Regions from separate parts of the Mus musculus genome. Here regions 1 and 2 are each linked to region 3. The links are chromatin contacts, called in public HiChIP or PLAC-seq maps. All regions are on one chromosome and are shown on one strand. Each heading gives the region's core, a stretch centred on a gene start, on an enhancer-like site or on the middle of the called end of the contact. The rest is flanking DNA. Distances are from core to core; before and after follow the strand shown. Region 1 overlaps Macrod2 (mono-ADP ribosylhydrolase 2). Region 2 overlaps Macrod2 (mono-ADP ribosylhydrolase 2). Region 3 holds the start of Flrt3 (fibronectin leucine rich transmembrane protein 3).

Region 1 (4,106 bases), core at 671-3,170, 600 kb after region 3:
TTCCTCCTCTTTTTCTGATTTCCATACTTTCTCTTTTCATTGTTTTCTTCCTCCAGATCCAATCTTCCCTCCTCCATTCTCATTACTAGTCTTGCTTCTGTTGAGTTAATTTTAAATTTCTTCATCTCTTTACTATTGTTTATTATTGTTGTTCTTGGTGTGTGTGTGTGTGTGTGTGTGTGTGTGTACTAGTTCACATGTGCCACAGTACATATGTGGAGGTCAGATAACAACTTCTGGAACTTAGTCCTTTCCTACTATGGGTTTCCGGGATCAAAGTTGGGTTGTGATGAGTGGTGTGCCCATTTCCTCAATCCCTGCTTACCCCTTTCTTCACCTACTACAAGAACATGTTCAAGCTACAAAGTCATAAAACTATTGAATGTAGTTGGGAAATAAAACTAAGAAAAATTAGGGACCTTTTTTACCCAAATGTGAATAGTTTCCTTTGGCTGACATGTATTCTTGGGACAAACATATTAGAAGGTGATCAACACCCAGGTCCAACAGAGTTCTTTCATCTGGAACTTATAGCTAGTGAATTAAGACTTGGTCAAAGATTATGTGATAGCTAGTTTAAATTTGGAGTTAAAATTGAGAACTTATTCTGCTCATTCTCCCCCCTCAAGTGAAGTGAGCCCAGAGAACGGAATGACGGACATGTGGGCCTCTAGTAAATGAGGTCACGCTATGTGTAGTACTTCAGTATTCAAGCTTCCATCTGAAAGTGGGTGTCAGGGAGAAACTGATTGCTGCAGTGGCTGAGGGCGGCTCCAGACTCTCCTGCAGCTGTCAGCAGTGCCCTGCTCTGCCCTTCCTTCCACCTCCTCCTGATAATCTGTTACTCAGGGGAAAGAGACCTGGGAGAGTGAAGTGACTCATTAATCTATTAGGCAACAGGACTCTGGGGTTTGACTCAAGCAGATCACAATGCCATCATCCTGGTTTCCTTGGCACCTCAGAGGCACAGGAAACCTGGGATTTGAAAGTCGTGAATTCAGTATTGACAGGGGGGGTGCAGAGAATGCCACTGGTGTTGGGCTGAAACAGGCATGCTGATTATGTAACAGATTCCAGCACACTTCCCACTGGTGGTGGGTTTGACTGACATTTTATGGGCCTTATTACTCTTGAAACTAACACTAAAAATGCCATGACAAGCTCAAGATGGAAATATGAACACAGAATCCTCTCCCTGCTGAACTAGAAAATGCCTTTTTGTAATCCTTCCCCGAAGAAGTTTCCTGGGCAGGGGGCTCTACTCACATGATTTAGAGTGATCAGTTTCCTGTGTGTCCTACAGGAAACTTGAGGATCTCGAGATAGAGCAACACTGCACAGTTTTGTCCACAGAACTTCTCTTTAGACACACATGCTGACTTTTGAAGTATCGAGTAAGATGCAGAAGACATCAATGGCTTGATATGTACTGTGTTTACAGGATGGATTTAGTGTTTTCTTGAGGATAATTTCCTGGTAGTGGGAGTTCATCATTTTAACAGTATAGAAACAGAGATGCAGCAGAAATTTCTCATTAGGGGATGCAAGATGATTTGCTTTTCTGATTACAACAGTTTGTTTTTATTGAATTGTTGCCTTTCCTTGAGGGAATCAGAATAGCCAAAACTCAGAGTTAGAATGCCAACCCCTCCAGTTTTCTCCTTTGTTCATACAGCACAAGGTGTGAGTTAGGTGCCATGCCCACCATCATCTTGGCTTCTGAGTCCTATCTGTACTGTTATATAATTAATAGTAACAATAACACAATGGGAATAAGAATTGGAATTACAGAATCCTTTATACTTTTGAACTCAGGCAGTGTTTCCACAAACACTCTGCTTTACATTAGTGTTATTATTTGTTTATGTTTTAAGATCAACCTAAATATAAAACATGGATGGAGTTGGTTTGCTTGTAATGTTCTCCCAAATTGAATGCCCTCTGCCCTTTAAACATGTCTTCCAGTGAAGCTTGTGTCGGGGCGGCTAGCACACACCGAAAGATCTCTTTGTTGAAGGAAGTTCTATGAAGGAACTGTGGTGTGAAAATCATGTTTCTTTTCATTAAGGATTGAGGGATGTGGGGTCAGAAATCACCTTGAGGTGCAGGCAAAGGGCTCATTTTTTTTTTTCTTTTTTGGAAGTACACATTCATTGTTGGCAAAGCATAAGTGGTTTTTGATAGAACTATTTTTGTGTATAAATTACTATAAATGGGCAACAGATGTTTGTGTTTAAGGGGCTTCCTTGGATTGGTCAGCAAGATAAGAATGCATGTGGGGACAGTTAAGGAGCAGCTGGTGTCAATTTAAAGGAAAGATGTCTTATCCTTCTCTGTCTTGGTCAGTCTGAGAATAGCAACCTCAGTGTGTGAAGTTATCGGTTCAGTGGCGATATAATATCCTGACTGGTTGGTTAGAGAAATCGACCAGTAACAGCACAATGAAAATGCCAGCTATTGGAGTCAAGCTCCCTTGGCGTTTCCTTAAGTGCTCTTACTAGATATGTAGTCTCATTCTCTTCAGTCTTAGGTATGGCTGATTTCAGATGATGCATTCTAATAATTTGATTACAAAGGTGATAAATGTTATCCTGTATAAAATAACGCATGGCTAGAGTCTTTCTGGAAGTATGGCTATGATTATGTTATTTAGACATTTTCTAACATTAAAATATGGAAAGGCAATCATGGTGGGATATAATCCTGCTGTATTTCAGGAGGTAGGTATTCATGTGAATGGCAAGGGAAAAGCCTCCTACACCCATTGCCTATTATGGATTATGTGATAAAACTAATTTGGACATTGGTTATGTATAAGGTAAAGACTTGTAAGACAAAATCCTACAGACCTTTATTTTGTATGGCATGGTTTTCAATCCCACAAGCAGTAAATTTATTGGTGGAATTAAAGCTACTGATGGAATTATTTTTGAATCTGCCTTTTGATGGCAGACTGTGTTTTTCCTTGTGTTAATTTCTTTTTAATTGAGTTAAGTCAGATTGTGTGTTGCACTAATTTCAAGTCTATGGAAGTTGTATGACCACCTTCAATCAAGAAAGAGAACATGGTCAACATCCCAGGATCCCCCTCCCCTGCTGCCTCTTCTCCTTTCATTCTCTCCACATGAGCAGCCACTATTCTGGGTCAGGTCATATAGGTAGGACACAGAAAACTATAATTAACTCTAGTCTTTCTCCAAAGCTCTTATATGAAATGCCACTTCACTTTTTAAATTCAATTAAAAGATTTGTTTATTTTATGTATATGAGGGTGTGGCTTATTTTAAGTATATGAGGGTATGTCTGTTCACCATTTATGTGCCTGGTGCCCAGGGAGATCAGAAGAATGCCTCTGAAACCCTGAACATGACATTATGAATGGTTGTGAGCAACTATGTAGATGCTAGCAATTGAATCCAGGTCTTCTGCAAGAAGAACAAGCTGTTAACTTCTGAGCATACTTTCCAGCCTTAGAAATGCCCCTTTAAAATACTCCAGATAACAGTGGTTAGCACAGCCGGATCAGGTGACTAGTTTAACCACAATGTTTGGTTTGCAAACAGGGTTACCAAAAAAGCAAACTAGTGGTTACACTTTGGCTATCCTCATGTCACGTGGAGTCCCACAGTTCCTTTTCTGTTGTGAACTATTTTGCCCAATAAAACATTTAAAATGTATCCATACTGCTTCACACACAAGTTACTCCTCTTTATTCCTGCATAGGGTCCCATTTATGTATAGATCAATATTTATACCTCCATTCATCTGTTTGGTGGGCATTTGAGTTTTTCTTTTTCATAATTTTTACTGTTGGAAGCAAAGCTGAGAAAAGTATTCTTGCACATGTTTTCTTGTGAACAGTTGTGTTCATTTCTCATAGATACCTGTGAGGACTTGCATTGCTAGGTGATAATACGGCTTAGAAATTTTAGCATTCTACAGGGTGTGTGCTGGTATTCACTGTGGTTTTAATTTGCATGTGCTTGAAAAGAATGGGACTGAATCTTTTTCCATATCACTATCAGCCATTTGGATCTTCTCTCTGCAAATAATTTCCCAAGCCTTCTGCTCGTTTCACCATTGGATGCTTTCCTTCTCTGTTTTTA
Region 2 (4,169 bases), core at 977-3,476, 880 kb after region 3:
TTTATTTCTGCCATCTTTTTTCTTCTTCAGTTGGCCCTCGGTAGACAGTCATTGGATTTATAGTATTCTACATTGATTCTAAGAAAAGCCAGTCTGGAGTTCACATAAAACATGTCTAATGTTTCATGTGGTCTTCTAGGATTAATTAGGGAATAATTCGATAGGAACACTCTAGAATTTAATGCTATCAATAATGTTTGTTTAACTCAAAATATGAACTCTTTTTTTTAATTTCTCTCTAATTGGGCAGTTTCATGTTTTGCAGAGAGGAATTAATAAGCAAGTTGACTCTAATTGGCTTGTTTTGACTGAAGGGTCTAAGCTTTAAAACAAGGAAGCTTGAACTTGTGTAACTTAAAGAACAAAAGTGTATCTTTCCTTAAAAAAATTTCATTGCGTTTTCCTAATTTTTCTTTTTAGGTGACTTAAGCATCTTGGATCTTTTTAGATAAAGAACAGGATTTAAACTTTTAGGGGAGAAACGGATTCTAACAGAAATAGTTTCAATTTGCATAAAACAATTAGCTATAATTAGCATGCAAGTTTTAATGATATTGTATTGTGAAGCTGATTAGGCCTAAGAGATTGGAAATTCAAGTCACTTCTATTGTTTATTGTATGCAAATCTAGCCACTTAGCTTTAATTAGACACTGAAACCCAGAACAATTATCAACAATTGCTTTAGTATTAATGAGCAGTGTGAACTGTCAATCATGACTTTTTAAATGACAGAGACTTAAAACCAGCTCATGTGACATCCGAATTTTTGGGCAATGAAGTCAAATCTAGGCCAATCTGGCTGAAATGTTTTTCCCTCTCTTTTGCTTTTTACATCATTTGACATCATTTTGCTCTGTAACATATAATAGAAGGTGGCTCAAAAAAGGTAATGAAGAAGTTCAAAATCAATTGTATTATTTTAAAAATAAAAAGTAGTGTTTTCAGAAGATTAATAAGGAGGATGGCTTTCAGTCCTATATTTGATGGGTTATGATGTGTTGGAATTCTAAAAGTGTTGGTAGGTTGTATTCAAGTTATTGAAATATGTTATACCATGTATACTACAATAAAAATCATTCCATTTAACAATTGCACTGTGATGTTCTTTTAATAACCTGATGGCATGGGAGAAAATGGTTAAATATCAATTGATTCTTCTTTGGCTACAGAAATTACAAAGAGGTGGTGAGCCACAGGTACTTAGCAAATGGCAAGCTTATCTGTCATTATGTCCTGATTCTGTATTCTCATCCTGCCTTAGTAGTCCTGTCCCCAGTACACATTCACACTGTCCACTAAAAATAAATTTAGCCTAATCAGGACAATGCAAATAACCTTTATTTGGGGTTAATTAGGATCCAGGAAAACAGATTCCGGCATGATTGAAAATCTGCAGAAGTGTTTCAAAACGATGGCTGTGTTTATTGCTTTAAACTGCAAAGTGCATCGGTGATTACATCACTGTGGTTTAACCAAGAATTAGCAGTGCGCTTGAGAATGTGAGGTTCTCCTATGAAACGTAAGTGTAATCTCAGTCTCTGAGTAGCTCAGAGGGCTTAATTTCCCAGAAGATCAGCACAGAGGTAAATGTAAGGTTACCAGCGAGGGAGAAGAAAAATGGGGTAGATTCAGCGAGAAAGGATTGATTCCAGCTGCCTTCAGGTAAGTGCTTTATTAAGAGAGGCTGGCAGGCCAGTGATGCAGTGTGGTGGTCATCTAAAGCAAGGGACACATTCTTAAAGGTTTCCAAAGGGAGAAGCAGATCCTGTACTGCAAGGAAGCAGGCTTAGTTAATATGTGACCTGCAGTACTGGAATTTGTCCTGGACAATGGTTACTCCGTTCTCTATGTCTCTCTATCTCTCTCTGTCTCTGTCTCTCTCTGTGTCTTTTTTTGTTCTAGGAATTATGGGTCTGCTTTTCTAAGATGCCACAGGAAGAAAGACTTCGGGGTTTGAAGTCTTTAGCAGTAAACAGTTTAGGAAACCAGTTTGGACTGACCGGTCTTGTAAAAGACCGCTCTTGTAAGGAGCATATTCTGTACTTGATCTTAGCCAAAAGGCTGAGAAACAATTGTAAGGAGCACATTCTAGATATCTGTTCAGAATTTCAGTTGATTCCTGACGAAGCAATGCTTATTGAGAGTGCTGGGAAGGAATGCTGCTCCAATATGATGCTCCTCCCTGGCAATACTGAGTGCCAAAATGACTTCTTCCTCCTTGGCAATACTTACTCACCAATGACTTCCTCTGCACACTTTCCCAGTGCCCTTCCCAGGGCTGGAAGCACAGTATCTAAACAAACCAATCCTATGTTCCAAAGTTCACCATTGATGGGTGGTCCTAGAATTCAGTCATATATTTGCTCACACAAAAGAAGAAGTTGTCACGTGACTCATTTATTTTCCCAATAACATTAACTATGTACACAAATAAAATTGCCTTTTAATTGTACACCTTAAGAGAGACAACTCACAAGCATATTCCAGTTAAATTTCTATTTCCTATAAATATACTAAACCACACATCTGTTACATTCTCTACATTTTCTTTACATTCTATTTTTTTCTTTTATATTCACACTTTGCCTGAACCTTTTCTCTTACAAGAAAATAAACTGCTAAAACCATTGGTACTGGCCTTGTTCTGTTTTACATTAGGTTGGTATGTTAACACAAGGAATAAAAAGTTACTGGCCACCATTTCTGCAAAGGTTGATTTCTGATTTCTCTAGCTTCTGTTGTGTCTGGGTTTCTCTCCTCGTTTTTCAGAAAAATGACCCTTGGTAGCCTAATAAATCAGCTAATAAAACTTTTTAGCATCTGTTAACATTCTCTGAGCATGCTACAGGCGTGTCCAATGAAGTTGCTAGGGAGCACAGTGGAGGAAATAATGGAGTAACACTATCAGGCTTTAAAATACTGTAGGAGTTCAGTCTTCCCATTAAGAATTTCTTGTAAATATTTAAATTGCTGGTGTAGATTGAGCAGAATTGAAAAATTGTGGGTATTATTTTCTCAAATGTTTCTTAATAGATTTAAAAGAAAAACCCATAAACTATGACTAATACATATTCAAGTGGTCATTTGAAAAGTTTTAATGCTCTCTTGTTCTTTAAATACCCACGCAAGAATATATATATATATATATATATATATATACATATACATATATATATAAAATCCCTACCCCCAGCCCCCAGGCTTTGAGGATATCTATTCTTTTTTTGTTTTTGTTTTTTTTTTTTTGTTTTGTTTTTTGTTTTTTGTTTTTCGAGACAGGGTTTCTCTGTGTAACCCTGGCTGTCCTGGAACTCACTCTGTAGACCAGGCTGACCTCGAACTCAGAAATCTGCCTGCCTCTGCCTCCCAAGTGCTGGGATTAAAGGTGAGGATATCCATTCGTATACTCTTCCTCTCTAGGCTACGCTTGGACCACTGTTGCTTTCAGAAGGTTTCTTTTAATAGTAATGGACTGCTTCTCAACATCAACTCTAGTGCTAATGGCACATAATGTCAGAGTCATAGCTACACAAATTAGTAACCCCTAGTTAGAGAGGAGGTTGGAGACTCTTGCTGAATAGAAATTATTAGGTGTAATGAAAGCTCATCCACACGTACAAACGTATTCTCTCTCTCTCTCTCTCTCTCTCTCTCTCTCTCTCTCTCTCTCTCTCTCTCTCTCTCTCTGCCTCTCCACACCCCTCTCCCCATGGGCTGTTTGTGTGTGTGTGTGTGTGTGGGGGGGTTGTTTCATTGTTGCTTTTTACCTGGGACCTATAGTTAGGCCCCAGCTCTTATCTTAATTTCCCTTTTCTTCCTCCAATATAGAACCTAAATCCTACACATTTAAATCACTGACACTTTGTTGCTTAAGAGTCTTCAGTGGGCCCCATTGCCCCTCTGCTCTTGTCTTTCAAACTGTTGACTCCACATATTCTTAGCAGGAGCATTTTTTTTTTATCAAGGCCTAGAAATGAGAAGGGTTTGCTTTCAAACTGGGGAAGGATAGGGACATGTAGGCTTTAGCAGGATGAGGAAACATTGCTTTTGTGTATCAACAGACATTGTGTGAACAGTTTGACAGAATGTATGTGTCAGATGGGAGCTTGTTCAAGATTTGTACAGAATTTTGTTGGATTTCCTTGGGGCTCTCACAGTTCCATGGATT
Region 3 (4,346 bases), core at 1,023-3,522:
GAGTATAATTGGAGTTTCTATTTGATTGGGCAATATAGCCAGAGAAGAAACTGGGGTAAAGATAATTAATAGCTCACTAACAAAGTCTGACAGCCACAAGATTTCAACCAAATTTATTTCACACCGCTTCATTTAGCTCTGAAAAAGTTTTGATAGAATCGGAGGCTCCTTAATTAACACTTGAAAGCAAAAGAAACATAGCTTCTATTAGCTGCCACATTTAGTTATGACAAATTTCCTGTTTTGTTTTGTAATTTTTGTTTTAAAAAAAACACCTTTATTTGCTGTTATCTCATAAACATCAGATTCAGGAATTGTTTAATTGGGCATTTTGAACCTAACCAGAATCGATTTTCAAAAGGGTATGCAGAGAAAAAAAAAGAGCCCAATTAATAACTGATTGATGCCACTATTAGAATACCCTATTAATGAATTCACTGTGTTTATTCATTTGCTAATATAGTTTCTCACCCTTGGGAGTTTTCTAGTAAAACAATAAACTGGTATTTCTTGTTCTTTAGTTGAACACATGTAATGACATTTTTAACCCTTTTCCTCATTTTAGGCTGATAAGTATATATATATATGCATACACATATACGTGAAGCTAAGTGATAACCAGCCTTTGCACAGTCATACCATTATGCTTGTTGATATTTGTAGTGATAATAATATGTTATGGCACTTTAAAAGAATTACCTTCTTTGCTCATTTCCAAAGAGATGGGTGTCAGTCACCTGTCACTCTGAGTCAAGCCTAAGTGATCGTAGCCTGGGAGCTGACAGGTTCATCCTTCTGTTTATACTGGTTAGGGTATTCTTACACAGTTAAGGATGAATAAAGGAATAGCCACAGCTGAAGCACTTTTCATGGCTTTGACCATGTTGTTTCATCCCAATAACACAGCAAATATGTGCATTTTGAAGCATAGATTTATTGAGAACAATCAAAATAATTATTAAAAACCATTTGATTTTGTAATTTGGAAAACACCAACATTTTCCATCTCCTTTTCATTCTAAATAAGTAATAAACCCGCTCCCAATGTTGAGAAAAGATGGGCCTGTTGCACTCTTTACCTTTATGCAACCATTTTGTTTCAGACATAATTTACTGAAAAACATTTTTTTTAATTAGATACACTTAAATACCTTTTGGAAGCTTTGTGGTCTAACGCATTTGTATCAATACAATATTTTTCACTGTGTGTTGCAAGTGAAGGGACACTCTGCCTTTGCCATTTGATGAGGCTTCCCTCCCCTGTTCCCCTCACTGCATACATCAAGCACGGCTTCCAGGGTGAGCTTTGTTAGTTTTTCTGAGTGGACTACCCAGTTACTATGCTAGTCACATTCTACACTCGCCCAAGCGATAGGCTTTGACAGTCTCCTGGACTGGGAATATGGTTTGGCCCGGAGATTCTGAGTTGGATTTACTAGTTGAGATTCCCGAGCCCGGAATGCCTGAAGGAGCTGGGGCCGGATAAGCAGTGCAAGCTTTCAAATCTAGGTGTAGCTGTTAATCCTCTACAGAGGCATCCCAGTCTCCCAGCGCAGCTTTGCTGGCGGCGAGCAAGATGTATGCTTTTCATGTACTGCGTACTCATGGGCTGAGGGGTTATTGATTTCTTTCACAGTTATAGAAACAGCGATAGGTGATCATACCACACATACAGTACACACCAAGTTAGCGACCTTTCGCTTTTGTAGCCGAGAAAAATCTGCCTCTCCTATCTCAAACACTCAACTTTCCAACTGCAGTTTTCCGTGAAGCTCTGCGCGGATAGAAATTGCTTGAAACAGAGAGGAGCTATTTATTATTTTTAAAAATGATTTAAGTCTGTAAGAAACTTATAACATTCGGCTATTTTGTAAGACTTTCCCTAGAGCTGGCTTGCACGCACATCTTTGACCCGTCCTGCTGACAGAGCAAACGTGGCTACTTGGATCCCTCATGGAACCAAGCTAGTCATTTCCTTCTAGAGAGTAAGAGCAAGCGAAGTTTCTGGGACAATTATGAGAAAAAGCATGGAAAACACTTACCAGGAAGACGAGGAAAAAGCAATCCTTTATACCCTGCTGCTACAGCTGTAATTCCATTGCCTGTGAGTTGAAGTAAAAACCCTCCCCCGTCTCCGGAGCGCGGCATCCAGTGCACACAAAGCCACGGCAGCTGCAGCCTGAGCGGTCCTGCTTCAGATCACTCCTGCGCTGAGGACTGCGCGCGAGAGCATCCAGTTGACTGCGCGCAGCCCACCTCCAAGTCTGAAGTTTAAAGCTTCACCTCGCAGTGGTTGAGGAAGGGGGTGATGTCATAGGTGGGCAGGACTTAGCCCAGCTCTTGTTCAGTGAGGTAACTGGATAATCAGACAGATGAGCTTTGCCAACGCTAGAGGGGGTGAGAGAAGCCGAAATGAGCCTTTCAGTTTGCCAAAGCTGAGATGCCATTTGGTTTGTAGGCAGCAACTCTGGAATCTCCGCGCTCCCTAAAGTTTACTACTGCAAGGTAGTGATAGCACACTCAGAAAAACACAAGCACGCTAGGAGAATATTTATAAGATCACAATAGAGAAACAGGTGTCTGATGCTCAAGCCATCTGTACCAAAAATAAGTTAACAAAAGTCAGATTATTTTTATTACATTAAAATCGTAACTGTGGAGAACAGAGGATGGCAATCCCAACTAATATTGATTTGGCAAATGAGAAAGCAGGGTCAAATGGTGATTTACTTAGGAGAAGGGAGAAAATGGAAGAACAGTGAAAAATATTGAAGAAAGCAGTCTTATTGGGAAGTAGAAAGGTTTTTTTTTCCACATGCATTTTCACATAATGAAGACTGTTTTATGTACTACTAGAGAGACCACCTACATGTGTGCATAAGGGTATACCTCTACTTCAGAACTAGGAAGATACAATCACTCATATTTATCAGTCTTCCCTAAAATTAAAAGGGTTGAGCCTAACTACATTCTTTTTTATTATTATTATTATGGTTTTTGCTGCCACGAGCATGGCTGCAGTCATCAATATCTTAAAATATCTGTTAGAAATGGTTCTTCCAGGTTTAAATCATTTTAATTTGCGTACATGAATAAATAGTGACAGTTGCAAGACACTAAGATTTCTCTGCCTAATTAACAGGATTCCAAGACTTTAATTTCCAGGTATAATTTTATCATCAGTTTTCTGTTATTTGGACTTGTAAGTTTTCTCCTAAGTAAGTGAATTTAAGTGACGAATCTTGTTTCTATATTTACCCAAATAGCAATCTCCTTTCCCTTCTTTCTTTGCTTGATTCTAACAAGCTCATGACTTTATCCTTTCTAGGAAATGGTCTGTTTGTCTCTGAAGGCTAGTTGTCTGTCTTAGGAGTACATGGCTATTCTCTCCGTTAGCTTCACGTGGTTCCTAACTTGAGTTTGGCAGCTGTTTGACCTTTAGAACTCCCCTCTGAGAATGGGTGCTCTCAGGAGTGGAAGGTGACCCCTCGATAAGAGATGTTCCGACACCTATTGTTCTATGCTTGCTCTCTTGCTGACTTCTGAGGAATGGCCCACTGAATGAAAGTAGGACTTTAGCATGTTAACATCTATTGAAAAGCCAATTTCTCAGAAGTCTTCAGTAGTGCAGGTTAAACTGAGAGGTGGCCGTAGATTTTTGATGGAAAAAGTAGGTGTAACTGATAACCTCTCAGGAAAGGATAGGAGTGATTTCAGTTACTGAAAATCAAACACCTGGATTAAATTATTGTTTGAAATAATTCTTTCTAGAAACCATTTTCAGATGAGAGTTGATTCTATTTTAAAAGGAAAAATTTGCCTGACCAAATTCCTGTGGGCTTATATCCATATTTAATCAGATCTGTCTCCATTCAGCTGCCTGAAAGCCTTCAACAGAAAAGAAAGATAAGTGGGAAATGTGGGTTACAGGTGTGCTAACGGAAAGCTGGCCGGTCTGGGAGAGAGGTGCTCTGAGGATGCATTTCCCTACTCGGCCATTTGCTGTACGACCTCATAGGACCTGCTCCTTGCTTTGGTTTCATTGCATGGGAAATAAAGACAGCAAGAATTTATTGAATGCCAGCTATGTATTCTGCCCCGCCTCCAAGCGGTGAATTGAAAATGTAGCACATGCAAGAAATTGTCAAAAATGTAATCTATCCAAAAGGTATTAACTTTAGAGGCAAATCTTAACAGAACCTTCATTACCATCTTTTCTTTTTACAAACATATATATTCCTTTTAAAAACTAAATTACATTTATCTGTATGTGTGGGTAGGGAGAGACCCACCAGTCATGACGTGGAGGTCAGAAGATGAGTTACAGGAATCAGGTCTTTCCTTCC

The links. HiChIP or PLAC-seq counts read pairs in DNA pulled down with a chosen protein or histone mark.
Region 1: a contact with region 3 is called in an HNF4G HiChIP or PLAC-seq map of pancreatic cancer cells. The contact joins the enhancer-like site here to the promoter of Flrt3 in region 3. A contact is called at or near these places in 16 of 39 promoter capture datasets (the 3T3-L1 cell line, 3T3-L1-derived adipocytes, cranial neural crest and 10 more), 12 of 484 Hi-C or Micro-C datasets (the NIH/3T3 cell line, bone marrow-derived macrophages, cranial neural crest and 7 more), 18 of 115 datasets of contacts at active chromatin or transcription factors (astrocytes, bone marrow-derived macrophages, craniofacial prominence and 10 more) and 4 of 9 other capture datasets (adipose tissue, embryonic stem cells, liver and 1 more).
Region 2: an H3K4me3 HiChIP or PLAC-seq map of embryonic limb bud shows a contact between it and region 3, with 21 times the contacts expected there. The contact joins the enhancer-like site here to the promoter of Flrt3 in region 3. A contact is called at or near these places in 8 of 39 promoter capture datasets (the 3T3-L1 cell line, embryonic stem cells, frontonasal cranial neural crest and 2 more), 3 of 484 Hi-C or Micro-C datasets (the 3T3-L1 cell line, cortical neurons and uterus), 11 of 115 datasets of contacts at active chromatin or transcription factors (astrocytes, embryonic basal ganglia, embryonic forebrain and 5 more) and 2 of 9 other capture datasets (adipose tissue and embryonic stem cells).

What each region holds. Positions count from the first base shown.
Region 1 is chr2:141,270,886-141,274,991 of GRCm38.p6, forward strand. All of the region lies in intron 5 of Macrod2 (mono-ADP ribosylhydrolase 2), which reads left to right. Among named protein-coding and RNA genes, the nearest start is that of Gm25583, 370 kb to the right of the region's middle. Within about 2 kb of position 1,921, at least 33 of the 459 cell types and tissues checked have an H3K27ac peak or open chromatin away from gene starts, as enhancers often do. A contact at or near this core is called in craniofacial prominence, pancreatic cancer cells and second pharyngeal arch cranial neural crest, where this site is marked.
Region 2 is chr2:141,554,190-141,558,358 of GRCm38.p6, forward strand. All of the region lies in intron 6 of Macrod2 (mono-ADP ribosylhydrolase 2), which reads left to right. Among named protein-coding and RNA genes, the nearest start is that of Gm25583, 84 kb to the right of the region's middle. Within about 2 kb of position 2,227, at least 4 of the 459 cell types and tissues checked have an H3K27ac peak or open chromatin away from gene starts, as enhancers often do. A contact at or near this core is called in embryonic limb bud, where this site is marked.
Region 3 is chr2:140,669,204-140,673,549 of GRCm38.p6, forward strand. Flrt3 (fibronectin leucine rich transmembrane protein 3) reads right to left here and starts at 2,273. Exons shown (of 3, transcript NM_178382.4): 1 at 2,043-2,273. All of the region lies in intron 3 of Macrod2 (mono-ADP ribosylhydrolase 2), which reads left to right.